Linked DNA regions of Mus musculus: regions 2 and 3 are each linked to region 1. Evidence: chromatin contacts called from public Hi-C and promoter capture Hi-C data. All regions are on one chromosome and are shown on one strand. Each heading gives the region's core, a stretch centred on a gene start, on an enhancer-like site or on the middle of the called end of the contact. The rest is flanking DNA. Distances are from core to core; before and after follow the strand shown.

Region 1 (5,151 bases), core at 1,666-4,165:
AAGAGTCTTACTTCTCAGGGTGACCTTCTGGCTCTGAACAGATACAGGGTGAAATGTTTAGCTGCAGGGCTACTGGAAGAAAGTAATAATATTGGAGAAAATAATGATGATGATGATGATGATGATGATGATAGTAGTAGTAGTAATATAAAATCAGGAGGAGGCAGAAGCTGCCCAACACACCCAAACAAGATTTCTCATTAGTTTGAAGGATGGACTAGGAGTCTAGCCCATAATGAGAAAAATGGATTGAGTCCTGATTAAGTTGTCAGGGGACCTGAAGCCATCCTGCAGCTCCAGCATGTGCTGACCTTCACAGAGGCCCCCCAATACATTCAGCTTCCAATCCAAAGAGTCTCTGCCCAGGATGGATGATTTTGAAGTCCTCTGTTAGCCTACTAACTACCTACCAACTATCTGTCGGCTGCTCCAACGTAGGATTTGATCCCCCTGCCTCACAGATGTTGTGGGAAGCAGTATACTGGTTGGAGGCACGGTGTCTGCTCCTGTGGCTGTAGCCCTTTGACTGGTCGGTGACATTGTTATTTGGGACCTTTGTGTTGTGGCTGCTGAATGACCATTAGTGTCCGGCCTGTACAGTGCTCTCAGGGACACTCATTGTGAGCCAGTTGGGCTCTTCCTGAAGCCCTGTGTTTTCTGTTGCACTGGGGCAGCTGGTGACAGGCCAACTTCCCCAAGACCAGTCGTCTGGCCAAACTTCTGGTGGATCCAGGACACTTGCTTCCCTATGGGATACTACGGGATGGAGGCAGAACTATAGCTCATCTGGAGCACTGCCCTCACCCCCCAAAGTGTGTGTGTATGTGTGTGTGTGTGTGTGTGTGTGTAGATGTTCATGTCCACGTGTGCATGTGTAGAGACCAGAGGTGCATGTTGAATGACTTCTTCCGTTATCGTGCTCCATCTTGTATGTGTGTGTGTGTGTGTGTGTGTGTGTGTGTGTGTGTGTGTGTGTGTGTAGATGTTCATGTTCACGTGTGCATGTGTAGAGACCAGTGGGTGTGTGTGTGTGTGTGTGTGTATCCCACTGAACCTAGAGCTCACCATTTTGGCTAGGCTGACTAGCCAGGGAGGCTAGGATAGTCCTTTCTCTCCCATCAAGCCCCTCAGAGTTTCAGATGCCTGCCACAGTGTGTAGGTGCTGAGGATCAAAACTCTGAACCTCACGCTAGCAAGGCAAGCACTTTATCCCCTGAGAGCCATCTTGACTTGGGACGCCAAGGCCTTCACATGGGTACCACAGAGATGGACTCGGTTAAACAAGACCTGTGTGAGTAGCCCAGCTCCAAGGTGGGTGGTGGGCAGAACCATTTCTCAGCTCAGCTGCATCTTCTTTGTGCAGAACTTTTTTTTTAATGCGCCCAGTAAACAACACACACACACACACACACACACACCACACACACACACACACACACACACACACACACACACACGATTTTTCATTTGAAGCTTCTGCAGTGACATTAGCATCATAAAAGTGATCAGGGCCATTTATCCTGTCTTCAGAACATAAAAACAGAATCCCAGGGCCAGGCTGTAAGATGCTGATGGCATTTTTGTTACCTGCAGCTGACAAGCAGCACCCAGCCTTCCAGAAGCCTCTGGGGACAGCCCATGGCTATTATTAGGGAAGGTTCTACTCCTTAAATTAATGACTGGGTTTAATGGCCCCAAGAGGGGCCTCTCCTTTCCCTGGGCTCTGCTTAATGGTTTCGGCCTGCTGCTTCCTCAGGCCTCTTTCTCTTGACTGTCACTGCTTCTCCAGTGCCGCCAACAGGCTGATGTTCCCCTGGGCTCTGGGACCAGGTCAGCCCTGGCCTTCAGCTGTCTGTGCTCGGGCTCTGAGCCAACGGAATCTGGACATTATGCTCTGAGAACTTCCTAGCCTCAACCACTCGGTGGTAAAGTGGCTCACTGACTGAGTGGGGAAAGGGTTAGCTCCCTACCTGCCTCCCCTACACGCCCCCCCCCCCCCCCCCGCGTCCCCAGCATCTGGGGTGAATACGAATGACCTGCTCCACCTGTCTCTTACGTTTGGCAGATCCTGATGCCATCAGAAGGGGCTTAACATCTTGGTCGTCTGTCCACTCTTTCAGGTCAGTCAGGGTGACCTCTGTTGTCCCCTGCCCCTCCACTTAGGGAGCCTAAATGCTCTATTTCACTGTTTTCAAGGTCTACTGTAAACCAGGCTAGTCTTGAACTCTCTCTCTTTTTCTCTCTCTCGTGCCTCTGTTCACCCTGCCTCTATGTCTAAGAGCTGGGATTATAGGTGTGTATCACTATGCCCAGTTTATCCAGTGTTGGACCCTAGGATTCAGTTACAGCAGACAGGAGCTCTACCAACTAGGGCACTACATCCATCAAGGGGCTCCTCAGCTCTTGGAACCTGCTCCTTGGAGGCCAGCTGCTCTGCCCTGAGGGCATGAAGGGACCTTGCCCCCATGAGTTCTCTATTAAAGGAGAAAAAGATCTGAGAGCAATGCGGCCCATCCAGCCGTCTTTTGGGCTTGAAATCTGCTGCCATCAGTGGATCATATCTGTAGAAGGGCCATGCAGCTCAGAGTCTCTACTCAGCCCCCAAGAGAATGATGTCATTTTGGTTTCAGCATGTTGTCACAGCAGGGCCGTTGGGGGAGGACCTCGAGGTGCTGGGGTGGCATGGAACTGGAAAGCTCTCAAGTGACCGGGCAAGTGTACCCCACATTCTAGGAGTCCATGAGGATGTGACAGGGATGCAGATGGCCCTGTCAGTTTGAGGAGGAGGGTCATGGAATGCTCCTGTCCCCTGACTGTGTCCCTGCTCATCATGATGATGGGGTGGAGCAGGGAGCCCGGCAGGCTGTGCAGTGTCACTGTGGGAGGAAACCCTCCTACTGTCTAACTTATGTAAGCCTCAGCCACTGTGCTCTGGGAGACACTGTGTTCTTGTCCCCTGCTGCAGGAGCTGCCTAAGGACAGTAAACTTGTGCTGGCTCTAGAGCAAAGCTGTCTTCATTACCCACTGCCTCCAGGGCTCAGCCCAGAGCTCAAATGTCAGTGAAGGGAGCCATACCCAGGTGGCTTCCCACATCTGGGCTCAGCTCGCATAGACCCTGCTGCCATGGGTGGTGCAGCCTATGCAGCTGCCCTGTTCAATGAGTTTCCAGTGCCTTCCATTTCTCAGTAATAGTCCCGTTCAGACCCATCCTCTTGGCTGCCAGAGAAACAGAGATTCAAGACTTTTTTTTTTTTCCCTGAATTTTTGAGACTTCATAGCTCAGGCCTCATCCACGCTCCCTCCCCTCTCCCTTCCAAGAGCTGAGATTGCAGATGTGCCACCATGCTTGCCTAGGACACAGGATTAAGGGCTACATCAGGGACTTGCACTCTGGCTTTGAGAACTTTCTAGAAACAAAGGCTGTGATGGTTTGTATATGCTTGGCCCAGGGAGTGGCACTATTAGGAGGTGTGGCCTTGTTGGAGGAGGTGTGTCACTGTGAGCATGGGCTTAAGACCCTCATCTTAGCTGCCTGGAAGCCAGTATTCTCCTAGCAGCCTTCAGATGTAGAACTCTCAGCTCTTTCTGCACCATGCCTGCCTGGACGCTGCCATGCTCTGCCTTGATGATAATGGACTCAACCTCTGAACCTGTAAGCCAGCCCCAAATATATGTTGTCCTTTATAAGACTTTCCTTGGTCATGGTGTCTATTTACAGCAGTAAAACCCTAACTAAGACAAAAGCCACGAAGGATTCAATTCAGTGGCATTGGAAGCAGCTCTATGGTGAAGATGGTGTGTTATGTGGCTTCCTCAATGGCCTGTCAAGAACCGCGTGGCTCTTGCTTGGGGCTGACAAGAGTCTCCAGCACAGCAGGATGGGAGCAGAGGAGCAGGAGCTATAGACTGAGCTGGAGGGGCCTTCTGCTGGGGAGCAGAAAGGTTGGAGAGAAACATCAGTTTTTTGGGAGGATTCAGGGGGCTCTCAGGGAGGGAAGGCAGCTCCTGGGCCTTCTAAGGCTTTTGTTTCTAGCACTGACCCATCTCTGAGGCAGTCTCAGCCTCTAAGCCATGGGCTGGCTTGCCTACCACGGCTGTCATTACCATCCCACAGCCTGTCATGGTATGTGGGCCTAGGCTGATCTCTGTACCTTCTGAACCCAGAACCTTCTGCCTGACATCTCAGCCTTTCCAAGTGCCCAGGAGGAATCCCCATAGCCCTACCTCCATCAGGGGTGGACAGGGGTGGTTTCTGGAATGGAGGGAGGGGTTCTGTGAGCCTGGCTATAGAACAGATCTCCTCAGAGGGCTCCTTTGTGGGTCTCTGTTACCCAGGTGAAGGTATGCAGGTTATCTGTAGATGGCTTTGTAGGGCTTGGAGAGGAGATTGAAGACCACATAGGGACATGGAGATTTCATGGAGGAAGAGGATCTAGGTCTATTCTGAAGGCTCTGAAGGCTGGGTATGGCCTAATGTGAATGCTCGGCACTTGGCCCAGGATCTGGACCAGAGGAGAGAAGGGATGGATGAATGAATGAATGAATGAATGAGTGTAAGAGTAGTTGTCAAAGCCTGAGTGGGGTTGGCTATGAGGCTTACCTGGAAGCTTAAGAGAAATGGAGAGGTGCTGGGGCTGACAGGACATCCCAGCAGGTTGTAGAGTTGAGCCAGTAGGTGGTATCCAGGGAGGCCTATGACCTTTGACCCAAGGACTGCATTCCCAAAAAATTATCGAACAAATACACAAAGCTACTTATAGCAGTTATGGAAGCAACCCAAGCTTCCATCAAGACAGGGTTGAAACTGATAATGCGGCATTCCCCCTGGGTATCCTGGAATTCCAAGAAACCACCAAAGGGGACAGACTCCATCTGTGTGGCCTGAGAGAGAAAGATCTGCAAGGGGCATCTGGACCATTCTTAAATGAGACATGGCACATGCACAGCCAAGTGTGGCAAGAGATGGAAGGAAGAAAGGGAGGGTGGAGAGAGGGAGGAGGGAGGAGGGAGGAGGGAGGAGAGAGGATGGAGGACGGAGGACAGAGGACAAAGGAGGGAGAGAAGGGAGGAAGCAAAGAGGGAGTGAGGGAGAAAAAAAGAAAAAAGGAAGAGAGGGAAGGAGGAAGGAGAAAGGAGGGAAGGAGGGAGAA
Region 2 (5,151 bases), core at 1,152-3,651, 200 kb after region 1:
CATGCCAAGCAGTTTGCTTGCATTTTACAACCAAGCTGCTTCCCTTGCACCTACATGCCCGCTGAGGAGAAACCCAAATTGCTTTGTGAACTGCTGCCAACTTGGTGAGCCCAAAGTTGGGGGCCTTTCTTGATCAAAAGTGCCAAGACAAACGAAAGAGAGACCAGCTGGCTGTGGTGCTTACCTGTAATCGTGACACTGGGGAAATAAAGGCAGAAAATCGGGAGTTTGAGGCCAGCATTGACTTTGTATCCAGTATGAGACCCTGTATGGAGATAGATAGATAGATAGATAGATAGATAGATAGATAGATAGATAGATGGTAGATAGGTAGATAATAGATAGATAGATAGATGATAGATAGATAGATGATAGATAGATAGATAGATAGATAGATAGATAGATAGATAGATAGATGGATAGATAACCAAACTCATTCAAGGAAGGCCTACATTTTCCTAAAATGAGAAAATTCTAATTATTTACTTGACCAGCAAAATTCAAAATAATATCCCTTTAACTGGGTTTTTGCTTGTCTTGTTTTCTGATTTTTTTTTTGAGACAGAGACTCACTATGAATTCCAAGGCAATATCAAATTTGTGATTCTCCTGCCTCAGCCTCCAAAGTGTTGAGGATTATAAGCATGTACCACCACCAAGCCCAGTTAATACCATCCCTTTGATTGGCAACTTTTAGTGCTTTTACGGGGTGACTTGCTCTATGAAGCTGTCAGCACCTCTAGGGTTTCAGGAATAGACTTATGGACTGAAGGCAGGTAAGTGACTGTCTGAGTTAATGTTCGCTTCTGCAGGCTTGGAAACCAGTGAGCTGAAAAATGGCCAGCGTTCCAATGATAAACGGGGATTTGATGACACAAGGAAAAATGACAAAAAGATTAAGGTGGCTGTGATCACAGAGTCTTCTGGGCTACACGTGTGTGTGTTGATCAAACAAGAGTGACGAGAACCTCAGGCACGGATAGGGAGGGGAAAAAGAGGAGACCGACAGGGAGTGTGTTATGGGTATGAGCAATGTTACAGCCCCAGTGACCACAGAGCAAAAGATGGAGGGTTTTCAAACACATGATAAATACGACCAACTTTCAGAGCCCAGATCAATAAAAACAAATCTGAACTGGGCCGAAGGGAAGAGGAGGAGGAGCATGAAGGTCCCATAACGTCCTAGTGATTTATTTGAAGGAGAACCGTGACGTGCCCTGAATAGGAAATGGGAAGGAGGAAAAAGACTGGCTTCTGTAGAAATCTGTCTGACTGTCCCTTTCTTGCCCTTTACTTTCATCTCCCTCAGCCGCTCCCCGCACCCTTCTGACGGGGTTCACAAAACGCTTGTGGAGTCAGGGAGGTATTTGTAATGCTTCATTTCCACTCGGACTTGCCCGCAGCACGGTGTGTCCGTAGACAATTGCTATGGCTCTAGGAAACCGGAAGGATAACGGGGCAATCAGCCAGAGATGCATCAGCCTTTCTCCCATCATTTCTGTTGTTGCCCTAAAGCACAGGATTGCTGGGTCAGAAGTCAGCTTGACAGCCCAGTGGGGCTGTCAGGGACCTCTCTCTAGTAGGGCCGGTGATATCTTGGCATTTTGATGCTGTTGTTTCGAGGTTTGCATGGTGTTGTTTTAATAAAACAACAGGAGAATTTTTAAAACATACATTCTAAATATAGCCATGGTAAGTGACTAGTGTTTAAAAGAGAGCGTGAACTTGAAAACCCTTGAATGTGTTGCAGGGGGTGGGCGGGAGAGAGGGGGAGGGGAGAAGGCGGAGGGAGGAGGAAGTGGGGGGGCTGCAGTTTGTGTGAAGTGACACACGGTTCCCATTTCTAAAATTGCCTTTGAGCCCACGATTGCCCACTCTGAGGTCAGCCAGTTTATTGCAGTCATTGCCTCTTTGACCAAGAAGTAATGGGCTTGAATTTCCATGGTATGTGGGAATTGCTGCTGTCAATTTCTTAGCTGACAGCCAGCCACCCAGGAAGGTTCAGTAGGCCTAAGCTAGTTAGCAATTATCCTGACCTGGTGGGAGGAAGGCCCATGATTTTGCTAGTACCAATGGAGGCCAAGAAACCAAGCAGAGCAAGCACATAGCCTTAGGAAACATCAGACACTCACTCTCATATCTTGCTTCTTTCTCCCATGTCCAGTCACCAATAACAGCAATAAATGCTGAGCTCTAGAGGTAGCCCAATGGTAGAGAGCTTGCCTAGCGTGCCTGTGAAGCAGTAGGTTCGATTCCCAGTTCTGCTCCACCCCCAAAATTACAATGAGTGCCCACTGGTAAAACCCTTGCCACATCCTAGATCACAAGCACGCAAGGGCCGCTTGGTCTTGGCGGGTTCTTGTCTCTAGGCGTTGGTGAAACTTGGGTGGTATGTTCCCTCCCCCAGCTGCCCCCCAGCTTCCTGTTCTAAGCCAGCCACACCATGATCTCGCCCTGGGTGTTTGGGCAGAGTGTAGAAGCCAAATCAGTTTCCTCCTTTCTCCTTGGCAAGTCAACCTTCTCCTCCTACCTAGTGAGTGGTCTCCATCCCACGCCACGGCTATATCTTTGGCTAACACCACAGCCAAGGCTCATGGCCAGGAGAAAGAAGTTAGCACCTGCCCAGGGGAAGTGAGGGGAGATGGAGGCTTCAAACGAGAAAAAAGGAGCATATGCTTGGTGGATTTACACTTTTAAAAGCAGTTTTGACATTTGTTTTTCTCTACAAGAAATGTTGGTAGAATACTCCGATGCCAAAACGCTTTGGGGAAAAGACACTATGAAGGCAAATGCCAGAGCTGAACGGGGCTTTCTGCACTCGCTTTCCCTGGGAGGTGGCAAGTGAGGACGTCATCTGAATTCTCAGAGGGGAAACTGAGGCATAGAGAACTAAGAGTCCTCAGCTGCCCAAGTAAGCAACAGGGGTTTAAAGGCAGGTTTGCCCCGCCCCTCCCCTCCCCGACCTCACCCCACCCCTCCTCTGTGAGCTTCCCTTCTTCTGAGGCAGCCTCGCCTGACAGTTTGACAGGTTAAAAAAAAAAAAAAGGGGGTGGGGTGGGGGTGGGAGTTGTCTGAGTTTAATAGAACATGTGTGTTAGGGTTAAGGGAAAAAAAAGCAAAAGGGTATTTTTCTTCGATAAAGTTTGGGGGTGAATGACACAATATGTTATAAGCACAAAAAAAAAAAATAGTTGATTATATAAGCCAGGCAGAGGGGATTACAGAGAGGGCGTGTGATGAGAGCTGGGGATGAAACTGAGGTATAGGCAGAGGGGAGGGGGCCTGCCTGAGGACAGCGTCCTCACACCTCTCTTCCTTTCCACTTCCTCTCTTCCCACTCCTTCCTACAAAACCAAAAAAAAAAAAAAAAAAAAAAAAAAATCTTGCGAAGGAAAAAGAGGGAATTAAAAGAAAGAGAGAAATAATGCAGGAGCCCTTAGAGGAATGCAGTCGCCATAATCACGGTGACAGGACCTGCTTAAGGGCTCCCCACCCCCACCCCCACTCCACCACGTGTACGTTTGTCTGTGTGTCTGAAAAACATCCTGCTTATATGCTTCCCACAACCTGAACACCAAGTGCCTTCCAACCCACAGAGAAGCTTCCCACTTGGAAATCAGGAAAGCAGAAGAGACAGATCCCGGGGTTGGCAGAAATCTCCAGGAGGGGCCTGGTAGGTAATAGGGCCTCGCGCAATGTAGTGGTAAAGCCTGGAATGACCTGCCCCACCCCCACCCACCCCGCAGGCACGTCACGGTGATGACGGACAGAGCCTCAGGCTTCTCCAGATGAGGAGGAGAAAGTATGATCCTCCCTGCCTGCCCGCTCAGCCACCTTGCTGCCAAACCAGCTGCCCCTTTGTCTCCTGTCATTAGAGACAGCTCTGTTGGTGGCTTCCCGCAGAAGAGAAGCAGCAAGAAGATGAACTGTTATTTGGGGAACACACCTGCGCACAGGACAGAAATGGATGGGAGTAGGGGGTGGGGCCCCGGAGGCTTCTAATCAAAAGCCACTTCCTCTGGGTCTCCAAGCCCAGTCCTGACGGGGGATTTGTGCTCCCCTGGGGCATAGGAGTGAGAAAATAAAGAGGGCAGGAGAAAAATAAGAAATGCCCTGTACGCCCATGGTCACTTTGGAGGGGATGGAGATCTCCGCGTCCTGGATAGAAGTGATTTGGGTGGGATGTGCTTCGCTAGTCTTGCTTTCTTCCGTGGCAGCGGAATCAGAGCTGTGCATCTATTTTCTGGAGGGAGATCACTTGTCTCCACTGAGAAGGCTGTTTATTCTCCTAAAAGATCCTAAACCAAAAAAGGAAGTGATGGAGTCTCTCATTTAAGTGGACCAATATCTAGAGGAATCCCTGGCTACAGATCAATGAAGAGAGTCCTGAGAGCCACCCCTGGATGCAGGGCCACCTGCAGCAGTGATCTGGGGCAAAAGCAGAATAGCAAGGGTCCATCCGTGCATGAACTGGTTAGAGCTGCCCGGTTCTACACTCTCTGGCCTTAGATTCAAATCTTTGAAGAAACAGAGGTGGATTCTTGCTAGGAAGGAATTCGCAGGTCACTGCTTTAAAGGCTCAGAGGATCCGTTAGCGACAATTCAGGACGACACAGTAAGGGGATGTGTCTGACTTCTTAGACATTTGGCAGGCAGGTTAACATTTCAGTTCTTCAAGAGCCCAACGTGTAGAGAAGCCAAGCCTCCTGCGTCCCACATAAATTGGTTTGCGCCTCTGGTAGAACATTTAAACAGAAGCTGACAGGGAGCTGAAGGGTCATTGTCCATCCAGTGATTACAGATTTTTCAGGCGCCATTTACCTATGCCTTTTTGTCCTCCCCTGCTAAGCTAAATGCCCACTAAGGCAGAATGATCCCAGCCATGGCTACAGCAGTCAGGGCAAGGAAATGCACACACTAGGAACTTGAGAGATGGCTTAGTGGAGAAGGTGCTTGCAGAGAGGACCAGAGTTTGAATCCCTGAACCCACTTAAAAGCCAGTCAGGCATCGTTGCTGCCTGTGTTCCTAGGAAGTAAGAGAGAGGTGCTCCACTGAGGCAGGCTTGTGGGCCCACAAGACCAAGACTGGCCAGAATTGCTAAGCTCTGGGTTCAGCAGGAGACTCTGCCTCAATCCCTAGAGAGTGACTGA
Region 3 (5,151 bases), core at 1,636-4,135, 130 kb before region 1:
GGCTTTGTCCCTGGAAGCCAGCTTGTGCAGAAGCAATGGGGAGCCTGCTGGCTGTCAGGTGGGTAGGCTGGGGACTCCGGGTCTCCATCTACTTCACCCACCTCCTGGCAGGACTTGGCAGACTCAGTTCCCAGGGCATGGTGGGGTCTAATGAGTGTGTGCGGCTGATGCAGCCTTCTGCAAATACCAGGCACAATATAAATAGCAATAATGAATAAATGAAGCTCCCGCCCGCTCGCAGCTAGCGAGGCCTCTGAGAGGGACCGCCCGCCCCAGCCTTGCTTCTTGTAGAGATACAGGAGTTGCACACCCAGCCTGCAGTAGTTGCTGGTTTCTCTCACTCCTCCTTCCTTCCTTCCTTCGGTGGCCTTTATTTGAATACTCCATTACTCTCTGGCTCACTCACTGTCCTGGGGGTGGGGGGTAGGATGGGCTGGGTGCATTGAAGATCAAAGATGCCCAGGGAAACAAAGGAGTTGCCTGGAAGGAAGAGAGGTGTCACCCTGGGGGATGCATTCTAGGGCTGGGTATCCAGCCTTTCAAAGGACTGTGCTGAGGGCTTAGACCTTCAAGCTCACTACCTGGTAGGTTCTCCAAGTCCTGCAGAGCCTTGGGAATAGCCAGTGTGGTGAGGAGAGAATGGCTGGGGTGTTCTTCCCACCCTGAAGTCTGTCATTCTCCATGCCCTGGTCTTTTTAGCTGTGCAGTCCGCTGGCCAGAGCCGGGCATACCTGCACCTACTCCTGCCTCCTCGGTGTTTGCCCTTTCCCTTGCCCCATACATCTCTGACTCAGTCCTGCATAGCTTCTGTGGTCCAGTTCATGTGTCTCACCTCTGATGAGCCATTCTTGGAACCCACTGTGATCTGAAGCCCTCCTGTCCAACCTGGGGACCTCTGGTTGGCTGGCTGGTTCAATTCACACTACAGGAGGCCTCCTAACTTACCACACATTCCCTGGGAGTCTTTTTATAAAAATTGTCTCACCTCCGCAGTCTGGCCCCTCTGCCAGAACAACTGGTTCCTGGGGCATTTGCTACATTTTTTCCTCCTGGAGCCCAAGCCTCATGAAGAGACCCCACCACACACTCTCCATGGAAGTCGGAAGGGCCAGACAGGGTGGCCCATCTTGCAAGGGGGGTAATGATAGTGGGGAGCTGGTTAGTTTTTGTTAACTATTTTTAAAAAGATTTATTTTATTATTCATTTTATGTATGTGAGTTCACTGTTGCTCTCCTCAGACACAGCAGAAGAGGGCATCGGATCCCATTACAGATGGGTGGGAGCCACCATGTGGTTGCTGGGAATTGAACTCAGGATCTCTGAAGAGCAGTCAGTGCTCTTAATTGTTGAGCCATCTCTCCAACTTGTTTTGTTTGTTTTGTTTTGTTTTGTTTTGTTTTGTTTTGTTTTGTTTTTCAGCTCTCCCCCACCAATCCCCTCCCCTTCTCCCTTTTGCTCTGGCCCCCACTTGCTCTGGCTATCCAGCCTGGTTTTTGTCAACTTGACACAAACTAGAGACACCTAGAAGGAGGAGAGCTCAGGTGAGGAACTGCTTCCTTAGATTGGCCTGCGGACACAGCTGTGGGCTGTTTTCTGGATTAACCGAAACCCGCTGTGGTACCACCCCTGGATAAGTGGTCCTGGGTTGTATAAGAAAGCAAGCTAAGCAAGCCACCAGGAACAAGTCAGGAAGCAGCAGCCCTCTGGTAGCCTCTGCTTCAGTCCCTGCCTCCAGCTTCCTGCATGATGGCTGCTTAAAGCCCAATAAACCCTTTCCTCCCAGAGTTGCTGTTGGTCAATGTCCTACCATTCCAGCAGCAGAAAGCTAAGACAAACTGACAGTGGGTATGGACCGGGGAGCACCCACTTCATACATGGGGCGGCTGCTCTCCAGCAGAGCGACCTCTGGCTTAAGGCTCATCTCTAGTCTCAAGTTTTGTTGACAGCAAAATGAGGTGCCCTGTTCCAGGGTCCCAGGGAAAACAAGCAGTTGATTGGCATTTGGCAGGATCTCGATACCTTTAATCTGCTTATATACATAGGAACCAATGAAAAGGGCTCACAATCCTGCACACTCCTTCCTGGAGTCTATAACCCATGCAGGGGGGAGGTGGGGCTACCTGGTAAGAGGGCTGGGATTGGGGAGTTGGTGCTGCAGAAAACAAGAGAGATGGGTGCCCATTTCATGGTCTCTCAGCTGCCCAGGGGTGAGGTGGAAGATTGACCTTGCAGCTGGGTAAAGATGGGCATCTGCTCACCTCGTGGACGGGAGGGGGGCGTGTAGGTCACTCAGAAGCTTTTAAAAGGAGGTAGGATTTTCCTTTTCTTTTTTTGAGATTGGGTTCTCATTATGTAGGCCTGGAACTGGCTTTATGGACTAAGGATAATCTCGAATTTAAAGGTCTGCCTGCTTCTTCTGGGATTACAGGCATGCAACGGCCACTGCTGGTGGTCTTTTGCGTCCATCTTGAAGGGCAGGAAGAAGTGGGACCAGAATGGGAAGCTTGGTGGGAACTTGGGTTTCTGAACGACCTTTGGAGACCGGTTCGAGCATTATGCTGGTGACCCCCTCATTGGGCAGTGGAGCAAGCACCCCAACAGGAAGCCCAGTGAGAATCCGAAGTGTAACAAGACCAATAAGCGTTAGGCACCTGGGCTGCTCATTCAAAGGCTCTCCCGTTTTTACGCATGATGGACAAAGCCCAGGGCCAAAAGGGTCAGGACCCTCCCCAGCGGTGCGACCCTAAATTGTTAGGAGGTGGCTGCACTCCCGGGGGCTCCCGCCTCTCCGGAGGGGACTCAGTCGCGCCACCGTCACTCAGTCTGTCGCCCGCACACCTCCCCCTCCAGCGCCCCGAGCCTGCAGCTTTCCCCGAAGACATTTGGTGTCAGTATAAGGACGGCTTTTCCTCGCACGCGGCGCGGCTCGGTCTCGCCGCCGCCGCACGTCCCCGCACCGCCTGGCGCTCCGGCTCCTCCGCAGCCCCCGTCGCGCGCAGCCCCTTTGCGCCTCGAGTCCGGGCCGGGGGCGCCAGGGGCGCCGAAGCCGGGGACCCGGGTGACCCGACCCCGCGCTCCGCCGCGCCTGCCGCCCCGCACCTGCCCTGCCGCGGCCCCGCGCCCCCGCCCCCGGCCCGGAGCGCCGCGCGCCCGCCGCCCGCCGCGCGCTCCAACTCCGCGCGGTCCGCCGCTCGTCCGCGCCACCCGCCCCGAGCCGCGGCGACCCGCCCGCCATGGCCCGCGCCCCCGGGCCCGCCACCCTGCGTGCGCCGCCCCCCTCGCCCCGGGGGCGCAGCTGATCCCGGAATCTGAGGCGTGGGGCCGGCGGGGCGCGGGGTCCCTCTCCACGCCGGCTTCGGGGACACGCGTCACCCCCGCATCTCTGCCCGGGACGACCCCGCTGCCCAGCCACGTCCATGCCAAGGTAGGGGAGGCAGTGACGGTGGAGGGGGAAGGAGAGGCTCAGCCCCCAGCTTGGTTTCTTGGCGCGTCGGGCTCTTTCTTTATAGAGGCGTTTTTGTTTGTTTATTTATTTATTTATTATTTCTGGGGACTGATCCCCCTCACCCGCCCGCGCGTACCCATCAGGTGGGCGTCACATCCCTTGCTTGGGGGGTGGGGTGGGGGCCCTGCGTTGGAAGGACAGGGAACTTTGACCGGGGCCCCTCTCCAAGGCCACGAAAGTTCTCTTGGTGCCAATACTGAAACCCAAAGCCGGCTCAACCAGCGCTGCAGAAATTTATTCAACAAGTCAGGCTGCTGGCGGGGGCCCGGGCGGTCTGTCCGTCCGTCCTGCTGTCCCTCTGCTGCGGCTCTGCGACCAGCTGGATCAGAGCTGGTGCCAGTGTCCGGCAGGGCTGAGCTAGGAGCGTTAGCTAGAGACGGAGGACGGCGGGCGGGATTGAGTGAGAGAACCCCGGGCAGGGTTTAACTTTCCTCCAGGCCGGGTGGTGGAGGGCCCTTCCTTCGCCAGTCACCCTAGGCGCCCACCTAGGTCGCGCTGCATGAAGCCAGGTCGGGTTGGAGCGGGCAGTCCAAGGGGCCAAGAGGAGTCCTCAGCTGCCAGGGAGAAGGTTATATAATGAGTGTTTGTGATGATTGGGATTTAATTGTCTGTTGGATGGTGTGTGTGGAGTGAAGGGGCAAGAGGGCTCAGCAGGGGGTGGGTAGATCTCTTTTCTGGGAGGTCAGGAAGCCTGGGGGAGGGGGCTCAGAAATAGGCCCAGCGGAGACAGCGGCCAGCCCCTGTGCTCTGTCCTTTCTCAGCAGGATCTTAGGTTTTTGAGAGGAGATCGGGGTCCAAGGAGAGACCCCTGAATGTATTCTGGCCTGTGGAGTCTGGGTTTTGAGTTGTATGCATGTGTGTAGGTGTGAGTGCATGCGTGTGTGTGTGTGTGTGTGTGTGTGTGTGTATGACAGAAAAAAGGAGAGAGGCAGAGAGAGAGAGAGAGAGAGAGAGAGAGAGAGAGAGAGAGAGCCTGCCTCTCTGTGTCTGCGTAGTGTGACAGGGTCTGCTTCGCATGTGACTGCCGTCCTAGAATGGAGGGCTCAGGCTGGCCTGAGCAGTCCTTTCCTCATTGCTCATTGTGTGGGAGATTTGTCTCTGCAGATTCTACCACTGCCTGCAGACTCAAATGCCACACACAAGGAAGGGTATGGGTCCCAGGGCCAGGCTGGGGAAAAGGTTTGCTGAGGGGGTTCAGGCCTGTCTTCTGGTTCTCACTCACTAAACTGGAATCACTTCGTGAATCAACATCCGGACTCAGCTTCAAGGACTCCTTCAAAACTCTTGTCCACCCCTCGGGACAAACTTTCTGTTTGGGCTCCAAGTCCTGGGCCTGGGCAGTAGTGGTTTCCAGGCACGGGGTATCAGTGGGTGAGATGTCAGGATGGGATAGGAAGATATGAGCTAGAACTAAGCTTGGGGCAGCAGATTAGGGGTGGATGAAGAGACAAGAAGGGGACCCTGCGCTGGCCTGGCACCCAACTGGAGAACCTTCCATAACCGTAGAAGGCCTGAGGGAATCACTACGGCTGCTCAGAGCAGTGCCTGCGAGCAGGAGGCTCCTCAGGCAGCTAGAACAGTTTGGGGGAGGGGCTAAAAGCCTGTCTGGAGGCCCCTCTTTCCCTCGACTGAAGTTCTCTACCCT

Evidence for each region. Promoter capture Hi-C pulls out the DNA fragments that hold promoters and counts their contacts. Hi-C and Micro-C count contacts between places; a contact is called where the count stands out from the background.
Region 2: a contact with region 1 is called in a Hi-C map of cerebral cortex, with 2.1 times the contacts expected there. The contact joins two enhancer-like sites. A contact is called at or near these places in 1 of 39 promoter capture datasets (hippocampal neurons), 1 of 15 datasets of contacts at CTCF or cohesin (the NIH/3T3 cell line), 3 of 484 Hi-C or Micro-C datasets (cerebral cortex, cortical neurons and nephron progenitors), 2 of 115 datasets of contacts at active chromatin or transcription factors (T-cell acute lymphoblastic leukemia and large pre-B cells) and 3 of 9 other capture datasets (embryonic stem cells, liver and pancreatic islet).
Region 3: a contact with region 1 is called in a promoter capture Hi-C map of hippocampal neurons, with 2.6 times the contacts expected there. The contact joins the promoter of Cacna1i here to the enhancer-like site in region 1. A contact is called at or near these places in 15 of 39 promoter capture datasets (the 3T3-L1 cell line, the C10 cell line, the HPC-7 cell line and 10 more), 2 of 15 datasets of contacts at CTCF or cohesin (the NIH/3T3 cell line and large pre-B cells), 6 of 484 Hi-C or Micro-C datasets (the G1E-ER4 cell line, bone marrow-derived macrophages, cerebellar granule neurons and 3 more), 2 of 115 datasets of contacts at active chromatin or transcription factors (embryonic stem cells and forebrain) and 3 of 9 other capture datasets (embryonic stem cells, liver and macrophages).

The regions. Positions count from the first base shown.
Region 1 is chr15:80,415,421-80,420,571 of GRCm38.p6, forward strand. No RefSeq gene overlaps it. Among named protein-coding and RNA genes, the nearest start is that of Gm41363, 17 kb to the left of the region's middle. Within about 2 kb of position 2,916, at least 18 of the 459 cell types and tissues checked have an H3K27ac peak or open chromatin away from gene starts, as enhancers often do. A contact at or near this core is called in cerebral cortex and hippocampal neurons, where this site is marked.
Region 2 is chr15:80,612,275-80,617,425 of GRCm38.p6, forward strand. All of the region lies in intron 1 of Grap2 (GRB2-related adaptor protein 2), which reads left to right. Among named protein-coding and RNA genes, the nearest start is that of Mir6957, 31 kb to the right of the region's middle. Within about 2 kb of position 2,402, at least 42 of the 459 cell types and tissues checked have an H3K27ac peak or open chromatin away from gene starts, as enhancers often do. A contact at or near this core is called in cerebral cortex, where this site is marked.
Region 3 is chr15:80,284,353-80,289,503 of GRCm38.p6, forward strand. Cacna1i (calcium channel, voltage-dependent, alpha 1I subunit) reads left to right here and starts at 2,886. Exons shown (of 37, transcript NM_001044308.2): 1 at 2,886-3,425. Gm31319 (a long non-coding RNA gene) reads right to left here. Exons shown (of 2, transcript XR_384257.3): 2 at 3,516-4,060.